2 separate regions of the Mus musculus genome follow, and region 2 is linked to region 1. The links are chromatin contacts, called in public HiChIP or PLAC-seq maps. All regions are on one chromosome and are shown on one strand. Each heading gives the region's core, a stretch centred on a gene start, on an enhancer-like site or on the middle of the called end of the contact. The rest is flanking DNA. Distances are from core to core; before and after follow the strand shown. Region 1 overlaps Maml3 (mastermind like transcriptional coactivator 3). Region 2 has its middle 50 kb from the start of Gm31026.

Region 1 (3,302 bases), core at 517-3,016:
TCACTTTCGTGAAAAATTGTTCATGGCCTTAGAGAAGTGCCAGAATCGTAAAGCCACGGCTCTTCAGAGCTGAGCTTTGCTTCACAACCAGCAATAGCTGGAGCGCTCCCTGTCTGCCCAAGTCCTCCAGGGCAGCAGCACTCGGGCAAGCATTTATTTAACTGAACTGTGCTTTACTACGATCTCTGGCTAGTCTACAGGCGTGAGGGCAGAGGCCATTCTGTTCTGTTCACTGATTTTTCTCTAGTGTTGGTACAAGAGGGCGTTAATCTCTGGAGGCTGGAGGACTCTCTGACTCCCCTGTCCCACAGACCCTGCTACCCTCAAGCAAAACCAAAGGCCCCTAAGAAAGCACTGAGTCTCTCATCTCCCACAGCAGCCCAGTGACAGGTACTGATCAAGTCTTGAGGTTGCCATTGTCATCAACTGCATCATGTTCCCAATCTCAGAGTGAGTTCTCAGAGGCCAGAGGACAGGAGACACCAGACAAATGAAGGGCTAGGGCAGGAGAATCCTAGGCTGAGGGAGCAGCCGGCCCAAAGATGGAACACAGCAGACTCACTTCTGAACTTTGTGGTCCACAGCATGACTAAAGATGAGATAGAGGACTCAGCAGGTAACAGGTGCCCAAGGACAATAGGCTTTGAGTGGGTTAAGTGGGCATTGTAAGCTAAGGGTGAAGGGACTCATATTTCCTCTGGAAGGCAGCTGACCTGTGAATGGGTTGAAGGACAACTGAATATTCTCAGGACTATGTCCAAGCATGTGATAATAATAGCCCGAGCGCGGAACGAATGAATGAATGAATGAATGAACGAATGAATGCCTAGAGAACAATAGAAATAATTAGGGTTCAATCCTGAAGCCCACTCGTAAGAATGACTACACTTAGAGGGTTGCATATTTTACTTTTAGAGAGTGGGAAGAATAATTTTGTGAACTATGAAAAGAATTTAAATCCTGTGTTGCTCCATTAATGATCAAGACAAGACATGTCTTAATAAGAGAATTAGCAGCACAAAAAAAAAGAAAAGAAAACAAAAGAAAAAAGGAAAAGAAAAAAAAAAGATAAAAGGGAAAAAAAGAAAAAAAATCCTGGGAGGAGAAACTGTTGGGGGAGGATCATGTTTGGGAACTAATTGAAGATTTGCGATAGTAATTTTTAAATCATAGACATGAATTAAGTCTGGACCGTGATGGCTGCATTCACTACACACAGCGGTTGGAGGATGATACAAATGGTTATATGATATTATATATTGAACCTCCACATTACAAGATTGTTGGAAATTAAGCTGTTTGTAACTTCCTTTGGAGGCAAGAGAAATATGTGTGCAAATGTTAATCAGGCCCCCGACCTGTCTTTTGGTGCAGTTTGATAGCCATATCTGGGATGGGAGCCAAACTCTCCTTTAGGGGAGAGCTAGCAGTCCCTAGAGCCTCGGTGATGAATTGCAGAGTCTGGGAACAGGAGAGGAAGTGGCCAGGACTAGAACAAAGGGCTGGAGCTGTGGTGGGTGCCTGGCTCCTCGTGGCTGCAGGCGGTATGTTCTGTGACTCTGGCTTTTATACAGCTCCTTTCTCAGCCCTCAGAATTCTTAATCCTATTTTCATTGCCCTAGGTAAACCGGAAAATATTTCCTTCTTGAATGCGGTTACTCACACAATAAACAGGTAATAAACATTTTACTGCCCTGAGCAGCCTCCTGCCGGGCAGGCAGGCTGGGGAGAAAAGGCTGCAGTGGGTGACCCCCTACAGGACAAACTGCAGGCGACAAAGGAGGCTAGTAACCCTTTAATAGTGCTCACCTCAGTGGTTCCGGGAGAGTGACCCTGAGCTGCTGGCACGAATTAGCCAGCCCCAGCGCTAGGGAGTCCTCCCTGCTTGAGGCTAGTAAGGGAAGATTTGATTTCACCAAAAGGCAATTTAGTTGCCATTTCAAAGCTCTGGCTGGCTAAACTAAGGATGTGGATGAAGCAGGGTTTACAATCTCTCATCTTAAACCTTGAGCAGGGAGCTCTGAAGGCTGGAAGGCCGGAGAAGTAGTTCTGGAAACAGGGATTCTCTCTCTAGTTTGCATCTTGCTTTCCAACACATCTTTATTTCCTTGTTCTTCTTGATATCTTCTCTGTATATCTGATTAGATAATTCTTATCATCCTTTGTCTTGTGCAAAACACAGTGGACATCTTATCTTCCCTCTCTCCCTCCCCTTCTCCCTCCCCTTCTCCCTCCCTCTCTCCCTCCCCTTCTCCCTCCCTCCCTCCCTCCCTCCCTCTTTCCCTCCCTCCCTCCCTCCCTCCATCTTGCTTTTCTGAACATCAAACCCAGGGCTTTGTGCATGCATCCTAATCCAACATCATGTAGATGTGTGTGTGTGTGTGTGTGTGTGTGTGTGTGTGTGTGTGTGTATGTGTGTGTGTATACACATCACACACATACACACACACATATATATACACATACACATACTCTTAAAAACATTTCATTTTTCATGTATTTATTATTTAGGGGCACTGTGGAGGTTAGCCAGTTCTCTCCTTCCACCTTGAAGATTTCTGAGGAGGAAACTCGATCACCAAGCTCGGTGGCAAAGTGATTTCACCAGTGGAGCCATCCTGTTCTCCAACATTTTTTCAATCACACCCAGGGTTCCCTCAAAAGCCTGCTACCAGGCTGGGAGAGATGGCTCAGTGGATAAGATTCTTACCAGGCAAGCCTGAAGATCACAGCTCAGATCCCCAGACCCACAAAAGGCAGACAGATGTGTTAGAAGGCACCTGAAACCTTGATTCACTTGCGGTGAGATGGAAGGCAGAGACAGGACAACACCTCCAGCTAGCCGGACTTCTACAGTGGTGATCAATAAGAGACTCTGCTCAAAGCAAGCTGGGAGCAAGGACAACCAAGACTGTCCTCTAGTCTGTACATCTGCTCTGCTCTGTCTGTCTGTCTCACTCATTCTCTCTCCATCTCTCTCTGTCTCTCTGTCTCTCTCTCATTCTCTCCCTCCTCTCTCTCTCTCATGCATGAGCACACACGGACACGGACACGGAGACACACACACACACGCACACGCACACGCGCACACACATATACTTTCTTCCCTAAAAGCCTGTTATCTTCAGCTCAGTTAAAGCTTTTTGAGATTTTCAGCTGCCTGGGAAATATTTCAGTTCTCTTTCACTGAAAGTATAACTCACAACAGTGAGGAGACACTGTGCCTTCCTTCCACTGTAGGAAAGAAGGCATAGCCAAACAGAATCGGATAAAGTCTGCCCCCCCCCCACCATTCAACTTAT
Region 2 (3,180 bases), core at 556-3,055, 2.2 Mb after region 1:
TAAGTTTCTAATGCATGAACCAAAAGATTCTAGAGGTGAAGATATGGACCACAGGAGGAGCTAATAAGAACCATTCACGCTGCACATGGCAGAATCAAGATAGATGCTTGCCTAAAACGTGAACAATTTAAAGACATTTGATTTTTGTTCTCTGCTGCTACCTACCCAAAAGCCCACATGTTACAGAGCCCAGCTCCAAGGTTAGACTATTAGGAAGTGGTAGAGTTTTGAAAGTTAGGGGTGAGCAGAAAGGTCATTAGGCCACGGGGGGAGGGGAGGGCATGTCCTTGAAGGAGACAGTGGGACCCCAGATGTTTCCCTCCCTAATTTTTTGCTTCATGTTCGTAAGGCTCATGGCCTTTGCCCTACTCCACTTCCTACCATGATATATTGCATCTAGATGTGCCCCAAAGCATGGGAACCAACTGATTATGGCCAGAACCTCCAAAACTATGATCAGAATTACATATTTTCCCTTACTGCTAATTGTCAGGTGTCTGTGTCAAGCACTGTAAAGTTGACTGACTTATGCTCTCATCAGAGGTGGTGCATTGGTTAAAGTTAGCTAGGACCGAGGCCAGCAAGATGACATGGTTCATAAAGGCAATTGATGAAGAAGTCTAGCAGTGTGGTTCACCTCTGGTGGAAGGAGGGAACAGATTCCACAAAGCTGTTCTCTGGCATGTGCCATGGTACCTTACACAGAAAAATAATAATGGACAATAATTTAAATTACCAAGATGGAAATATACTTTTAAAATGTTTGTGATAAAATACATTCTTTTATTTATCAGTAAGACATTTTCAAATATGATATATATTTTTTTAAAAAGCAAGCAAGCAAATGCCATGTATAAAATGGGATCCATTATGAATGTGGAATGTGCAGAAGTCAATGTATCTTTGATGGCATTCCAGTCTCTAAGGCCTGGACAATCTCTGCACAAGCATCCTGCCCATTGGGGCAGGTTCTTCCCACAGTAAATCATTGGTAAGAACTCTCCTAAGACTTCTGTCTATGCCTTATGGAATTCCTAGGCCCTGTTCTTGACTTCCATTATCAGCATTGCTAGCCTAAGGGAGCTGATGGGCTTGGTACCAGGGCTTAAGTGCAAACTCTTTGAACAGATTGAAACAATAGAGCTTAATCATTTTTTTTAAATAATCAATCAAGCAAGATTCTTCTACACTTATCAGCCCTGTTTTACTAAGAATTAAGGAGAAAATGGCTGAGTTTACTGTTATAACAGCAACATCATAAAAATTAGTAATATCTTCAACTGCACTTATAAAATTATGATGTTGACAATTGTAATCATATACATGCACTTCTAATCGAGGAACTGAATGTCCTTCCTTTTGATAATTAGCTTTAAGTGAGGTAGCAGAACAGAGTGTTTGTAGAAGGGGATGAAGGAGATTCAAGTTTTATCTGAGAAACAGGAGGTGGAGGCATTGGCAGGCTCAGTTTGGCCAGAAAACAGCAAGGCAACAGCTGTCATTTCCTCTGCTAAGAACTAGAGCTAGATCCAAAGCCAGTCCAGTTGGGGAAGGAGATGCTAGCTGAACGAAGGGGGACCAGAGCCCCTTCTCCTTCCCCATCTCTTCCTCCGGAGTTCCATTTCTGCATTACCTTTGCACGTTTCAAGTTGCTGCGATGTTTACCTTCTTGTCTGTTATTCTGAATGTGAGCTGGAGCAGGGAGGGCGTGTCTGGCTTCTGTGCACATCCCCCACCATCGCCAGGGCCAGGTGCAAATGCTTGAGAGACGTGTGTTAAATCAAGTGGAAAGCATTCTGAGAAATAGAGACGCATCCAAATGTGGCTGGATGTGTTTACAGGGGCTGTACCCAGTTCCTGGAGACCATCACACAGGCTGAAGGCAGACACCGTGGGCAGCACTGGGGAGCTTGTTTCCAGCTCTAGCTGGGGGCAGCTCAGCAACTGTCAGTTCTGTGAGGCGTGAGGGTTTTGGGTAGGATTTGCAGTATAATTCTGAGTTCTTCCTAAGTGGATACAATTTCAATGGTGCGTTAGATTTTTTTTTCTTTTTTTAAATCAGAAAAACAAAAACATCTTGGGAACATTAGTAGAGACTCTTGCAGGAAGGTCCAAGTCTGTGACTAACTTGCCACATGAAATACATAATGTCCTGGAGGTAATATTAAGTGAATCACTCGTTTTATTTTTCTAGAATGTCAGTTTGTGCTATTTTTCTTAAAACCATATGTCATTATGAGAAAATATCAGACCTCACATTTAAGGCTCTTTCAGTATTGAATAGGATTTTTAAAAAAAATTTTTTTTTTATGATCAAGACCATAATATTAATCCCCACTGCTTAGAATGTTTGTGTGAGAACTAGAAATGACGGCTAAATGTACCCGTCCACACTGGAAGGACCAAACCCTTCTAATCCTACATTCAGGACATTTTCAGACGTAGTGGGAGGAGTCTTGTGATTTAACACCAAACTTCTTCATATTTTCATTTTAATTATGTTTGCACATATTAGCTTCTGTTGGTTAAAAATCTGTTTTTGAAATATATTCCTCACATGAATTTCCTGTATATGTAAAATCATGCCTTGTTTTTTTTTATGCAGATAATTTCAATCATCTGTATGTTTCTTTAACCTTTTTCCATCTCTTAAAATGTAGTTTATTTTCTAGCTGTTCATGATTTTGCCCCAGGGCGCTGGGTCAGTGTGTCTTAAATACTTACGTTTTGGACAAACTACCCGTGAGGAAACTAATCAAGTTATGGATATAACGCATATGAAGAAGAACAGCCGCACTGGCAGTTTCAATATAGGCTCCATCTCACGGAGTGGCCTGAAGGGGAAATAAATAAATAGATCAATAAATAAAAATGAGTAAGTGGTTGGTTACTCCCAGAACATTTTTGCTAATATTGTACCATTAGAGCTTTCAGGTAAATCACTGTTATAGGCCACTGGATATTTATTTTATTTTACTTATTTTAATTTTTGGCACTCTTTATCTTATTGGGCTTTTTGTTTTTTATTTTTTATTTGTGTGTGTGTGTGTGTGTGTGTGTGTGTGTGTGAGAGAGAGAGAGAGAGAGAGAGAGAGAGAGAGAGAGAGGACATGAAGTTGGGTAGGTAGGGAGGTGAGGAAGATCTAGGAGGAGTTGGGAGAAAGGAAGTGATATAATCAA

The links. HiChIP or PLAC-seq counts read pairs in DNA pulled down with a chosen protein or histone mark.
Region 2: an H3K27ac HiChIP or PLAC-seq map of large pre-B cells shows a contact between it and region 1, with 2.5 times the contacts expected there. The contact joins two enhancer-like sites.

The regions. Positions count from the first base shown.
Region 1 is chr3:51,737,760-51,741,061 of GRCm38.p6, forward strand. All of the region lies in intron 2 of Maml3 (mastermind like transcriptional coactivator 3), which reads right to left. Among named protein-coding and RNA genes, the nearest start is that of Gm46803, 32 kb to the left of the region's middle. RefSeq lists an enhancer at 1,093-2,097. Within about 2 kb of position 1,767, at least 105 of the 459 cell types and tissues checked have an H3K27ac peak or open chromatin away from gene starts, as enhancers often do.
Region 2 is chr3:53,973,551-53,976,730 of GRCm38.p6, forward strand. No RefSeq gene overlaps it. Among named protein-coding and RNA genes, the nearest start is that of Gm31026, 50 kb to the left of the region's middle. Within about 2 kb of position 1,806, at least 36 of the 459 cell types and tissues checked have an H3K27ac peak or open chromatin away from gene starts, as enhancers often do.